2 separate regions of the Mus musculus genome follow, and region 1 is linked to region 2. The links are chromatin contacts, called in public promoter capture Hi-C maps. All regions are on one chromosome and are shown on one strand. Each heading gives the region's core, a stretch centred on a gene start, on an enhancer-like site or on the middle of the called end of the contact. The rest is flanking DNA. Distances are from core to core; before and after follow the strand shown. Region 1 holds the start of Cyp4f39 (cytochrome P450, family 4, subfamily f, polypeptide 39). Region 2 holds the start of Notch3 (notch 3).

The links. Capture Hi-C pulls out chosen DNA fragments and counts their contacts.
Region 1: a promoter capture Hi-C map of liver shows a contact between it and region 2. The contact joins the promoter of Cyp4f39 here to the promoter of Notch3 in region 2. A contact is called at or near these places in 2 of 39 promoter capture datasets (both in embryonic stem cells), 3 of 115 datasets of contacts at active chromatin or transcription factors (bone marrow-derived macrophages and embryonic stem cells) and 1 of 9 other capture datasets (liver).

What each region holds. Positions count from the first base shown.
Region 1 is chr17:32,447,886-32,454,946 of GRCm38.p6, forward strand. It overlaps Cyp4f39 (cytochrome P450, family 4, subfamily f, polypeptide 39), which reads left to right and starts at 4,838. Exons shown (of 14, transcript NM_177307.3): 1 at 4,838-4,911.
Region 2 is chr17:32,163,627-32,170,848 of GRCm38.p6, forward strand. Notch3 (notch 3) reads right to left here and starts at 3,264. Exons shown (of 33, transcript NM_008716.3): 1 at 3,050-3,264; 2 at 537-618. The coding sequence starts at 3,167.

The sequences.
Region 1 (7,061 bases), core at 3,588-6,087, 290 kb after region 2:
GCATGCAGCAGAAGGAGAGAACCAAATTCCATAGGTGGCTCTCTGACCTCCATGCACACTTGCACCCTCCCCCACATACATGCATCTACACACAAATAAACACATGTAAGAATAAGGGGGAAACAAGAGAAAGAAAGGGCTTGAAGCTAGAGGTAGTAGCACAAGCCTGTAATCCCAGCACTTGGGGGTAGAGACAGGGTTCAAGGCCATCCTCAGAGACATAGTAAGTTTGAGGCCATCCTGGACTACATGAGGCACTGTCCCCAAAGCAGAAAGACATGTCATTAACTTTTATGACTGACTGCTCTTCCATCACATAGATGAACCGCTTTCCCTTCTCCTTTTATGAGCAGATTAATTGCTTCCATTGTTTTTAGCATTCATTGCGAGTACTACAGTAAGCACAAAAGTGGACATGTGTATGTATTTTCAGTTCCTTGGGGTCTGTACTTAGGGGTAGACTCTCTGAATGATGTGATAACCCTCTGTGATGAACTTCTGGAGCCCCTGAAGCTCCACCTTTACATTCCCAGCCACAGTGTCAGAGGAGAGCGAACCCTTGCTCTCAATCTCATCTGATGTCAGCTCTGGGGGCCCTGGGAAATAGCTTTTTATTTTATTTTAATTACATTTATTAATTTATCAGAAGAGTTGTATCCTCTGCAGCATGGAGGTCAGGAATTGGTTCTGGTCCTTTCATCATGTGTGTCCTAGTTAGGGTTGCTATTGCTGTGATGAAACAGTGCGACCCAAAGCGGGTTGGGGAGGAAAGGGCTCACTCGGCTTACATTGATTTAACTGCTCACCATTGAAGGAAGTCGGGACAGGAACTGGAACAGGTCAGGAGCCTGGAGGCAGGAGCTGATGCAGAGGTCATAGAGGGGTGCAGCTTACTGACTTGTTCAGTCTGTTTTCTTTTCAGAACATGGGACCTCCAGCCCAGGGGTGGTACCACCCACCATTAGCTGGGCCATCCTCCATGCATCACTGTTTTTGAAAACAACCTATAGGTTTGCCTATACCCTAATATCAAGCTTTTGTCAAGTTAACATAAAACAGCCATCAAAATGTGGGTCTAGGGATCAAATTTGCAGCCACCTTTACCCATTGAGCCATCTTTCTGATCTAAAAAATACTTTTAAGTTTTTCTTTTTCCTTGACAGTCTCTTTATATAGCCTGACTGGTCTAGAATTCACTATCTAGACCAGACTGGCCTTGAATTTACAGATATCAGCTTGCCTCTACCTCTACCTCTCACTTTTTTTTAAGTTTAAAAAAAAGTCTTTAATTATGTTTATTTGTGGTGGAGTATATGTGTGCACATGAGTGCTGTGCCCATGCAGGCCAGAAGAGGGAGCTGGAGTACAGGTGGTTGTGGGTTGTTTAGCATGAGGGCAGTGAATGGAACCTGGGGCCTCCTTCAGAACAGCAAGTACTCTTCATTGCTAAGTCATTGCTTTAGATCCCGGAAAGACCTTCTAAAAAAATTAATGATGGATGCTAGGTATTGTAGCACATGCCTTTAGTTTCATGGAAGGCAGAGGCAGATGAGTCTCTGGGAGTTTGAGGTCAGCTTGTGTCAAGATCTAGTAAGACCCCCATGTCAAAATTTATTTTTAAACTAATGCTTTGAATGTCATAGATGCATACTACTACATTTTGAGCAAACTCCTCCCTCCATCTTACTCTCATCTCCCTCTCCCCAACACTCCTCCCTCCCACTTTCGTGTCTTTCTATGATTTAATAGTGGCTTCTTACATAAGCGTGTGTTGAGGGAGTGCTATTTTCTGGAGCACTGACAGACAGACCCTGTGTTCTGCCTCTGTGGATCACACAGCTGTCCTGAACCATCTCCCGAATCTAGTCATGGCTGTCTCATCCAGGTTTGGTCTCTTTGCCATCCTCTCCATCTTGTCTCATCTCTTTTGCCCACTCCCATGCTGTGAGCCAGGAGGTGACCATTGTGAACCCCTCCATGTGGACCTTGTGACTCTCCCATTTGGTTCAAGCAATCAGGAGGCACAGCAGGCTTTCGAGGGAAGGAGGAAAGTGAGGGGCTCAGCCCAGGGATCCTTTAGTTGCCTGGTAACCACGTAGCTCTGCACGTTCCCAGGGTCCTATGATGAGACCATTCATGTGATGGCACTGGTCATTTTCCTTCCTTATCTCCACCTCCAGTCAGCTGGAGGACAGCCTCTGCCTGTCCTCATTGTGAACGTGCTACCAACCACAGCTCTGTCCTCCTCCTCTTCAGCACTGCCGACACTTGTGACCCATTAATTCTCTGTTGCTGGGGTGTACTGTGTGTGACAGGACACTGAGCTGGTCTCTGGTCTCCACTGATGACGTGCCAGGGGCATGCCAATTTTACCCCGATGTGATGACCCAAAGGAGATACTTGTCTATGTCTGCTCTGGCAACTGCTTACTAACAAATCAATCCCCAAACTCAAAGAGGCAATATTTGCACTAAACCAGACTTAGGGCTAAGCTCCCTGCAAATAACACCTCATCTCACTGCCCATTTTATCTGTAGAAGGATGAGTGGCTCAGAGCAGTTTGTGAGTTTCCCAAGACCACACAGCCAGGACACCTACTGTCTGTCAGTGCCTCTCCACCCCAGACTCTTTGGTTTTTCTCTCTTTGCTGGTGTTCATCTCTCTGTCTCTTCCAGATCCATATCCAGCCTGTGACTGATAATGGCTAAGCGTCTTGGGCCTAGCCTCAGCAAACCCCTTCTACCCCACCAGTCCTCATTTATCATCTTCCATCTTCAGCCACTAGAAACATCCTTCCCAGGCTCTCTGCCTTTGGGGATTTGTGAACCTTCTAGTATCTTTGTTAACATCAACAGCAAATTCAGTCCACACAGCTAAAATGATAAGAAAGTTCTAATGTGCTTTAAAGCTAGCAACCAGTATGGGGTTCTTCCTCTGCTCAGATACTATCCGTGATTCCTCATTGCCAACCAGATCAACTCCTTCTCTCTGCAACTGACCCTCATAGCCCTTCCTGTCAGCTACAGGACCCTTCCAGCCTTCTCATCTCTCACACCCAAGGCCTGGAAAAGCTACCTGCCAGGCTCTACCTTCTGGTTTCTCTGTGTCTGAGCTCCACCCCCTCTTGCAAGCCTGTTGAAATTCAACCTCTCCCTCCCCACAGGCCTAGCTCGAATGTCACATGCTTCAGGCCACCTAGTCTGCCCTCCCTTCTGTGGCTTCCATGCAGGAAAGCTTCAATTATTTCTGTCTCTTGTTCTTCACCTCAAATCCCCACCCTTCCAGGGCAGAGTCACTGAAGACAGAAAGAAATCTTTGAAGTGGAGGCCAAGTGGACCTTCTTAAATTTGTTCTCTTCTTTCTCTGCCCACCGACCCAAGTCAGTTGCCTGCCACCCACCAGCCTGCTCAGCCCTGCCATATGGTCTGTCTCACATTCAAGGGTGGGTCTGACTGGATACTTCTGAAGCAGATGGGCTGGCCAAGGACAATATCCTGCTGCAAGGTCAAGTGCCTATGAATGGGTGGGTTTGGTTGAGGTGGGACCTGAATAGTCTAATGCTTCTGGAGACCCTCCCCTCATCTTGTATTTTTGCATCTGTTCATTTAAACTGTATATATTTAAGCTACATTATTTACATTATTTTGTGTACATGAGTGTTTTGTCTGTATGTTTGTATGAGCATCATGTGCATGCCTGGTGCCCTCCAGGTCAGAAGATGTTGTTGGGTCCCTTAGAACTGGCATTGGAGATGGTTGTGAGCTGTCATTTCTGTATTCACTAAGGTAGTGTGTGGGTCACAGTGGTCTGTGGTGGGCCTGTAGAGGTCAGGGACATCTTGTGGGAGTTGGTTCTCTCCTTCCATCACGAGTCCTAGGGATGAACTCAGGGAGTCATGCTCGGTGGTGATTGCTTTTACCTTGAACTCTGGTGGCCTCTTTTTGTTTTTCCTTAGAAAAATTTTATTATTCTTATTTAAAGATTTGTTTTTTTATCATTTTTGATTATGTGTAGTGTATCCACCTGTGTGAAGATGTATACACATGGATGCAGAGCCTCTGGCTCCTTCAATCTCCTGGAACTGGAATTACATACAAGCAGCTGTGAACAAGTGTTTTACATCTCTGACCCAGTTCTCCAGAGCCCCTTTTCTTCATTACTCTATCTCTCCTCTATCTGTCTGTCCGTCCATCCATCTAATCTATCTATCTATCTATCTATCTATCTATCTATCTATCTATCTATCTATCTATCTATCTATGGTTTCCTTAAGTAGTCCAGGCTGGGCTGGAATTTGTGATTTTTCTGCTTCCAAGTCCTGGGACAGTGGATTGAGGGGATTGTTTGGACTGAAGGAACAGCTGCAGAATCCGGCCCAGGAGGGCAGGTAGGGCAGGCTCCAGGAAAAACAAGTAGCCCTCCGCCCTGGGGCTGATGGAGTCTGAGAACTCTTGAGAGGCCCCAAAGAATACTCCTGTGGAACAGTGAGAGTCTCGGAGGTGATGGTGCAGGAAGTCCTGTGCAAGCTTGGGAACCCGTTCTGGTATTGGAGATGAGTGACCCAGAGTGGAAATGAGGCTCTGATAGGAGTCAAGACCAGGGAGTCGGAAGGGTCAGGCTCTTAGTTGTCTGCATTTTCACGCCTCCCTCTTTGTCTGTTAAGCTCTCTCTTTCTCTGTCTGTCTCAGCCTCCTTGTCTCAGGTTTGCATCTTGGGGGCCAGACTTGCAAGCAACCGGGCAGGGGCGTTGCCAGTATGGGCGTGGCCCCGGAGTTGTGAGGCGGGGCTCAGCGCTCAGCCCGAAGCTTGTAAAGGGCTGGGGCTCAGCCCGGCAGGTTTAAAGGGTTGGGGCTGTCAGACTGCACTGTCAAAGAAGCGGATCTGGATCGAGAGCGGCAGGCTGAGACCCGGGTGAGTGTGTGGGTCCAGCGACTGTGGCCTTAGCGGGGCGGGGCGGGGCGAACATCAGTGGGCACAGCTAATTTCAGGACCCCACGACCAGTGATGAGGTTGAGTGACCAGGAGCAAGATGTTGCTGTATCCCCAAAGGTTGCTGGGATTATGCTCATTTTTATTTCCTGAGCGCGCTCTGGTGTCCCGGGAGTCGCTTCTTTTTGAGTGCGGGTTGTAGAAAGAGAGGGGGCACTTTTTGGCTAGAGATTTCTGTTCTGGGACACCTCCTTATAGGGTTTGCCTGAGTCGTTGATGTATTTATTGTCTTGAAGAGAAAGCCTGAGCTGGGCGTGTATTTCTGGGACACAAGTTTTTTTTTTTCAGCATATTTGAAGCTGTCCATCTTGCCGATGGGTCTTTTGGTTGTGGTCCAGCCGCAGTCAGGAATGCTGTGCTCATCCACAGAAGTGTCAGCATCTCCAAGTTCCCTTCTTTGCAAATAAAACAGTGGTCCAGCCTCTCTACCTTTGTCTATGAGCCCCGAAAGTTAGTCAAAGATTTGTCCTGTAAGTGCTGTCTGGTGTTTCAGGGGCCTGGCCCAGACTGGTTTAGAACTATTGATGGGCTGGCCACCTTGGTCTCTGAAAAGGGTTGTGGCTCACTACTTGGGGAAATCTCTGGCTTGAAGTGAGAGATAAGGAGGAAGAGGCTGCCTTTGGCTCCCGCATAGGCAAGAGTCCCTTTATTGGTTAATATACCTCCACAGTTCATTGTGCATTCATTACCCCACAGTTAAGCCTTCTTTCCCTCCCCTCCCACCTCCCAATTTCTCTGTCTTGAAGCTGACTCCAGCAAGAGCCTGTAACATCTAAGTGCCTTGAAGATGAAACCCCCTGAGATCCCTGCCCAGACCCTGATTTGATTGTGGGGGGAGATGAGGGCTGGAGCAGGGGATTACAGACATTCAGAGGGCAAGCTGGGATTGGAACAAACAAACCCTGGCTGACCTCAAAATCCTGGGCCACTTTCTGATGGCCTCGACATCTCTGTAGAGCCCAGCTTGGGTTTCCGAAAGGTAACATTAGCTATGGGCTCATGTCTTGGCGGTGACCAGAGTTGGTAACCACAGAGGGGCTTGGATGACCTGGGAAACATTCAGAGAATGAGACCTCATCTCTCCTATTCAACTAGCCTTGGACTTTATTCTGTAAGTCCCAGATGTCTAGGTAGCAAGGATGGACATGTTGACAGCATCAGGTGGCCCTACCTGAGAATGAGTAAGCACTTTCTTTGTTTACTTTTGCTTTTAATTTGTGTGCGTCTGTGTCTGTGTTTGTGTATGTCAGCACAAGAGTGAAAGCTACAGAACAGCTTTCAGCAGTCTGTTCTCTCCTTCAAGCACGTGGGTGTCAGGGACTGAACCCAGGTTGTCCAGCTTGGCAGTAGGTACTTTTACCCACTGAGCCATCTTGATGGCTCATATATATTCTATATGTCATCATATCTCTGTGAGGTGGAGAAATATGATTCCTGTCTGAAGCAACTGGGGCTCAGAGAGGTGTGGACACTTGCCTCAAGTGGCACGGTTACCAGGGAGAGGGCACTATGGAATCCCTTCTGTGGCTTGGGTCCAAGTGTGCCGTGTTTGCAATGGTATGCAGAGGTCATTACGTCCCAGGTTGCCACTGCCTTCAAACTTCTTTTAAAGGCAGTGCTTATTTTGGGATGGGACAAAGAATATACACGTTTCAAGCTTTTTTTTTTTTTTCTTAAAGACTGAACTGTTTTTATTTTTCCCATTTTTTAAAGATTTATTTATTATTATATGTAAGTACACTGTAGCTGTCTTCAGACACACACCAGAAGAGGCCATCAGATCTCATTACAGATGGTTGTGAGCCACCACGTGGTTGCTGGGATTTGAACTCAGGACCTTTGGAAGAGCAGTCAGTGCTCTTAGCCGCTGAGCCATCTCTCCATCCCCGTTTCAAGCTTTTATGGGGCTTTTCTCTACTTGATTTTACAACTTGGCTCTATCCTCAGTTGTTACAACTGACCCTGAGCTTTCCCTCAGATTTCCAGAAATTTGGGCTGTTTTCAATCCAGACCTGGAGTGTGGCCCTTTGATGTGGAGGACTCTCTAGGGGCAGGTAGATATTTTATATTGA
Region 2 (7,222 bases), core at 2,014-4,513:
CCCAAACCCTCCTCCTCTTCTCTAACTTTCTGCATTTCCCAAATAATTCTTGGGTCCCTTCCTGCACAGTCACAGGCCAGGGAAAGCACTCCTGCTTCACAGATGCCGTGAGGTTCAGAAAAGAGAAATGACTAACCAAAGGTCATACAAACTAGAACAAAATAAAACAGGGCTCTAAAATAGGTCTCCTGGGTGCCTCCTGTATTCTGACATATGGGAGGGCATGGACGTCCTTGTCACTGTCAAGCCACTGTCATTGGCCTTGGAAATCAATCTTTTATTCCAGAGCACTGTGACTTAACGAACTGGTTAAGTCTCAGACACTTAGCAAGATGATGCGGGATTTGAACCCAAGCCAGAGAGACACCAGAGCTTCTGCTCTTAAAGCTGTCTGATTCCCTATGGGGAAACACAAGAGGTTACCGAAGCCACACACATGGAGGAAGTGATACCAGCATCCCCCAGGAGACTCAGAGGCAGAGGACCTATTCCCTCCCCACACAGGGCCCACTGATGGCGCTGGGCCAGACACTCACAGGCAAGCAGCCTCCAGGGAGGGCTGCTGGTGGGTGCACCGACCTCCATTTGCACATGGGCTTCCATCCAGACAAGGGGGTGCTGTGTGGGGGCAAAAGAAGGTGGGGAGGTCAGACAGGCACACAGAACCCCAAATCAGACCCTCCCCTCCTGTCTGCCAGGCAACAGCTGCACTGGGCTAGGAGGGTATCTGTGTGGGTACTAAGAGGCCCCCTATCTACAGTTCCCACGGCCCCCCACCCCAGCCCCAGCTGTTGGGGCTGCAGCTGTCCCTGCCAGCTCAAGCCCTGGGAACCACAAGGCAGGGGTGAGAAGGAGGAGTTGACTTGTGCCAGATGTGTGGGCTCAGGAAGTTGCCTTGACTAGGATGTGCACAACAGAGAAAAGGCACAGAGTAGGAAGTAAAGATGCTGAGTGTTAAAGGGGATCTGCAGCTTCAAGCCCATGTCTTGGGTAGATGGAGAAGGCAGGCAGTGTTGAGCCTGTGTCTACTGTAGTCCCTGCTAGCTCTTGAAAGAGTAGGCAAAGCGTACACCTAGGAGGAACCAACAGCAGCCATAGAGAGGTGGTTTTGGGTACTAGATGGATAGGCTATGGAGTGTAAGGGAGAGAACTGGTGCAAGATATGTGCTGCCCTGTCCAGTGTCCCCATCCCTCAGGGTTGTATCCCACTTTGGGTGTGGCAGTCTTGCCAGATGGTGAGAGGTGTGGCCAGGTCTGAGCTGGTGGAGAATTATGTGCTCAGACAGGTGTGGGCCCCTGTAGAAGTTTTGTTCCTCAGAGAGAGAAGGAAAGGAGATTGGGGGAGAATTGAGAAATAGGGACAGACAGAAACTGAAAGGAGAAACCAACCAAAAAAAAAAAAAAAAAAAAAAAAAAAAAAAAAACAGAGACAGTAAAAGGATGAGTTAAGAATGAAGGACCTATTCAATTTTGTGACATCACACTAGAAGCTGTATGGGGGGGGGGGAGAACACAACCATGTGAGCTCTGTGTGTGTGTGTGTGTGTGTGTACATATGCCTGTGAGTTTGTGTGACAGTCTGTGTATTAGGCCACTATATTACTAATAGTGACTAATAGTGCATGTGCTTGGTACCATGCTGGTATCTTCAAACAGCATAGCCTTGTACACCATGTGCACACGAGCTGCATGCACTGTGCATCCATCTATATGAACAGCAGTATTCAAGCATACAGCTGTGTGGCCACTGGTGTGCTTGTCTGGGTCATGGATTGGCAGCTATAAATGTGACCTTGAACATGAATGCCTAGCAGGTCTTGGGTGACCTATGCCTGAATGCACATCAACATGTGAGCAGCAAACACATAGGTGTGTCTTGTGTGTGCCAAGTGTGCATCTATGGCTGTACTAAACCTGTGCACATGCATTTTTTTCCCTTTCTATGTGTGACAGGCCATGAGTCTGCACTGGCCCCGCGGGGGCGGTGGCTCCTGCCCAGTCCTGCCTAGTAGAGCCTAGAGGCTAAGCCACTCTCTATGCAACTCTCACCCGGCCCAGCACTGAGTCCCACCATAGGAGCCCTAGAACCCCTGGCCACAGCCAACTGCCTATGCCCCTCCCCCGCTGATCAGGCCTCCCGGGGCAGGGGTGGGGGCGCCCCCTCAGTCCCCGCTCTGGCCCTTCGTGGGTCCCGCTTTGTCTGGCAAAGAAAGCGTGAGGCCGGCCGGGGGGAGGGGGTGTCTAGACGGCGAAGCCATTGTCCCGAGCGGGGGAGGGGAGCTCAGAGTGGAGGAAGAGGGGAGGGGGGCCCAGGCATGCTGGGGAGGGGCTGCGGCCACAGGGATGGGGGCCCAGAAGCTGGAGATGAGCACGTGGACCTCGCCCCTTCTCCTCCCGGCACAGAGACGGGGTCCCGAGACTACGGGATCCCGGCGGCCTGAAGAGGGATCGGGCGGCACGCGGGGGAGGGGGCGCGGGCTTCGCAAGGGCTCCAGCTCCTGCTTCTCGCGCTCCAGCGCCGGGTCTTGCAGCTCTCCAACATGAGACGTTTTCTCCGAGTTCAGAGCTCCGAGAACTCCGCGCCCCCTCCTTGTCCCCCCCCCCCCTTCACGGCCCGCCCGGGATAGGGGAGGCGCTTTTGTGCAAGGGGTCCTAGGCCTTGGGGGGTCCTTGAGCCCCCATCCTAACCTTCCCAGGACTCCAGGCAGAAGTAGGATGGGGTGAGCCTGAAACTTTTGGTACACCTCGCTTCCGAATTTCAGCCCCAGATTCCCACAACTCCAGCTCCTACTCTTGGACTCTTGATTCATTCAAGGGTCTCGATTCCTTGGGCCTCTAGGATCCTGCCTTCCCATCATGAATCTGTGCGAACCCCATGACTGATACACACCCCCAGCTGCTGCATCTCTGCCCCGGCTTTAATCCTGGGGGGGCAGGTCCTCTAAATTCCAAACTTAGGAGAATATATATATATATATATATACTTTTTTTTTTTTGCTTCCCCGCCCCTGCAACCCCAGTCCCACCCTCCGAGTCCCTGATCCCTCACCTGCAGCCCCCAGCCCCGCTAGCAGCAGCAGCAGGGGCAGCGCCCGCATGGGCGGTGGTGGCGGTGGCAAGGCCATCAGGCGACGACGGCGGCGGCGGCCCCGGGCCCCCAGCCCCATGGCGGCCGGCCACGACCCTCCCTCCTCCCTCCTCCCTCTTTCCCAGGGCTCCGGGCACGTCCCGGGCCAGCCTCCGCGCCGCCAACTTCGCCGAAGTGAGGCTGTCGGGCTGCCCCGCCCCCAGGCCTGGGCGGCTCGCCCCGCCCCGGGGCCGGCTCTGAGCGCCCCCGCCCCCTGCCCGGCCTCCTGGGGTCCGACCCTTCTACCCGCCAAGCCTGGGACTTGCAGACCTCGGTACACTCAGGTCTGCCACAAGAGATGCGGGCTTAACCTGCGTGACGTGACAGGTATCCAGCTCGTGAGCACATCCATCCTTATCCTCCAGCACACAACCAAAGCCAGGGCTCACACACACAGTCATGACACAAACGCAAACACCCCTGACTCCAAACCCTCTAAACCTGGGTGTAGAGAGGCCAATGAACAAAAGTAGCCGCACCCATGCAAACCATATAGAAGTTTCATGGGGACACTAAACATCAATCACCTCAAAACTCAGGCTCCAACTGCGCCACAAACCCGGGCGGGCAGCATTTACAATCTGGCCAGGGGTTTCGTGGATATGAGTCTCATGTACCTGTGTGCAGCTCTCCTACAATGTGAAGATCACAAAGGTCTACCGAAGAGGGAAAGGTGCTTGCTGCCAATCACAGACACCCGAGTTCAATTCCTGGGCCTCCCATGCTAAAATAAAAAAACCAACACATACATTGTCTTCTGACTGCCACATGTACCCCGTGATACACATGCACTCCTACACACACTGTGCTCGAATGCTTGCACGCACGCGCGCGCACACACACACACACACACACACACACACACGCTTATGTGCGCAAGAAATAAGATAAAATACTTTGTAAAAAAAATCCACACCAGCTCCTAGCACATCCCACACTCTACATGGTTTTACCATGAGGCCTATCATTTCGTTGCCATTCACTGAGTTTTACATCCAGGAGACCTGCAAAGGCTCTGAACACTCCCTCTGTGTGAAGTGAGAATGGAAGCTCTAGAGGTGCATTCAGGGGAAATCTCAGGAGTCGGGTGAAGGGTGCCGTTCTTGAACATCTCCATCACTAGGAGACCAAAGGACTGAAACAGAGGACCCATATAATCCTGGAAGGGCATACACAGACACTCCTGTAGTGGGAGGAGAGAACAACTTCCACAAGTTGTCCTCTGATCTCTACATTGTAGAGGGCCCATCTCCCCTCCCTGCCGCGCCCCCCCCCCCAACTGGCTACATAATAAATAAGTGTATTTTTGTTAATTGGGGAAGATGTCATGGTTCACACGGTCTCCAGAGGCAAAGGCAGATAGATCTGTGAATTCAAAGCCAGCCTGGTCTACCTAGCAAATTCCAGGACAGTCACGGATACACTTTTTAAAGATTTATTTGTGTGTGTGTGTTTCTCTGTGTGTGTGTGTGTGTGTGTGTGTGTGTGTGTGTGTGTGTGTGTGTGCACTAGTGTGAGTACCTGCATATGCAGAGACCAGGGAAGGCACTGCACCCCTCAAAGCTGGAGTTATGGTCATTTGTGGAATAGCCAGCTTGTTACATGAGACAACTGGAATCTGAAATCAGATCCTCCTGCTGCTGCTGCTGCTCTCTTAACAACTGAACAGTCTTTCAGGCCCACTTCGTTGTTGTCCTACTTTGGGGGCTTCTCCTTTTCAGGCAGAGTCTCGTGCAACCCAGACTGGCCTTGAACTTACTGAAACCAGAATGACCTAGAAGTCCCAGTCTTCCTGGCTTTGCCTCCCAGTGCTAGGATTAAGGGTATGAGCTTCCATGCCTGATTTTTGTGATGCTGGGGCCAGAACCTGGGGTTTCCAGTGTGTAAGGGAGACACTCTACCATGTAACCACATCTCCAGTCCTCACCCAAGTTTCTACTCAAAGTTTTATGGTTATTCCGAATAACATCCCTTATAGCTTCTTTGTGGACCGAAGACTGGATCCCAGATCTTCACCTCAGCCTTAGTTTGAGGTCAGTTGTTTGAAAGAGTGCCTCTTGGACCTGCAATGACCTGCGAGTTCTACAAGATTAACTTTATGCGTCTTTGGCAGAATCCCCGTATCCTTCCCAGGGCATATTATCAGGGTACCTGCCATCTTTTCCTAGTATCGGTGGTATTAAACTTTCACGGCTTAGGCTGAGTTGGTGACGTTTTCTTCCTCTTATCTCAATATTCTGTTTATTTATTTTGCAGTGCTGTGATGATGCCTAGGGCCTTGAGCATGTTGACCAACTACTCTACCAAATCAGCCACTCCCCTTGTTTTGACACAGGGTCTTTGAATGCAGCTCGGACTCCCCTTGAACTCACAGTGTAGTCCGGACTGACCTTGAGATCTTGAATATACCTCCAACTCCCTAATACTGAGACTGTAGGCATGTGCTGCCAAGCGCAGTGTGGTGGCTTGAATAGGAATAGCTTCCTATTCATGTATTTGAGTGTTTGGTTCATAAGGAGTGGCACCATTAGGAGATGTGGCCTTGTTGGTTTGAGGAAGTGTGTCACTGTGGGGCCATTTTTGAGGTCTCCTATGCTCATGCACTGTGCACCACCACACCTGATTCTTGATTATTTTTAAGTTGAGGTATAATTTATATTATATAAATGTACATATTTGAGATTTTGATGTTTGCAATTCAGTGCCACTTAATATATTCTCAGTTATGACCTCTCTAGCTCCAAGACATTCCATTATCCTGGAAAAGGGATCTTGTTAATATCCCTGCCACCAGCTCCCTGCATTTGTGGCTTTGCTTGCTCTGGACATTTATTTTCTATGATTGTATTTGTTCCTAGGGTTGTGGGGCATGCACAGCATCTGTGCGGGGGTCAGAGGACCACTTGTAGGAGTCAGTTCTTCCCCTCTACCACGTGGGTTTGGAATCAAACTCAAGTCATCAGGCTTGGCTGTGTGCCATCTCTCTCAGCCCTCAGTATAGTATTCCATATAAATAGAATCCTGTGGCTGTCTTCTCTTTTTATGAGGGTGTATGTTGAGACAAGGTCTCAGTATGTACCCTTGAGTGGCCTGGAACTCACTGTGTAGGCATTTAGAGCTCAGATTTGAACTGGGGTCTAGGAGACTCCTGGCCCTGTGTATTGCAGGGGAGAAATAAGGAAGGAGTAAAGGTTGGACAAAGAAAAAAAAATGTTGCGTAAGAAGGAGGTAGGCTGAGTCACTGCAATGTGCTGAGTCAGCTATCTGTCAACCGACTCAACTATGTCTCTTTAATCAGCTTGGGCAGGTGCAGCTCAAGTTCCTCCTCTGCTATAAGCCCAGGAGGAAATCCAAGCCCCACCCCATCCTGTTGTACAACCCCCATTGTAAAAAAAAATTATGCCCAGCAGTGGTGGTACACACCTTTAATCCCAGCACTCAGTAGGAGAGGCCAGCCTGGTCTACAGAGCCAATTCTAGGAAAATCAAAGTTACAGATCCTGTTTTGAAAAAAAATTATTACATCTTATTGGCACTGGAGAAATGACTCAGGGTTAAGAACACCTAGTGTTCCTGCAGAGGACCTGAGTTGGATTCCCAGAACTTCTTACAACTACCAGTAGCTCCAGCTCTAGGGTATTTGAACTTCTTGTCTCCAAAGACAATTGCACTCACATGCATAAGCCCATACCCAGACACACACATGATCAACATTAGTAATAAAACAAAATTGCATTTTACTTCCTTTGTGCATGTTTATGTGATGGTATGCATTTGCCACACGGGTATCGGGGTCAGAGGGCAGCTTGAAAGTCAGTTCTCTCTACTATGTGGGTTCTGGGAATTAAACTCGGATCACTGGGTCTAGCACAAGCCATATTTCTTAAAGATATGGCTCTTTATCCTGTATCAAACTATCTTCAACCAGCAGGCCTGCACTTTTCATGGCCCTGGCTCAGACTTTTCTTTCTGTCCGTGATGGGAGGACCCTTCTGCTTCCTCTCTAGGCAGGAAGTGACTGACAACAAATGTTTTTAAAATGCTCTTTTGAGCCGGGCAGTGGTGGCGCATGTCTTTGATCCCAGCATTTGGGAGG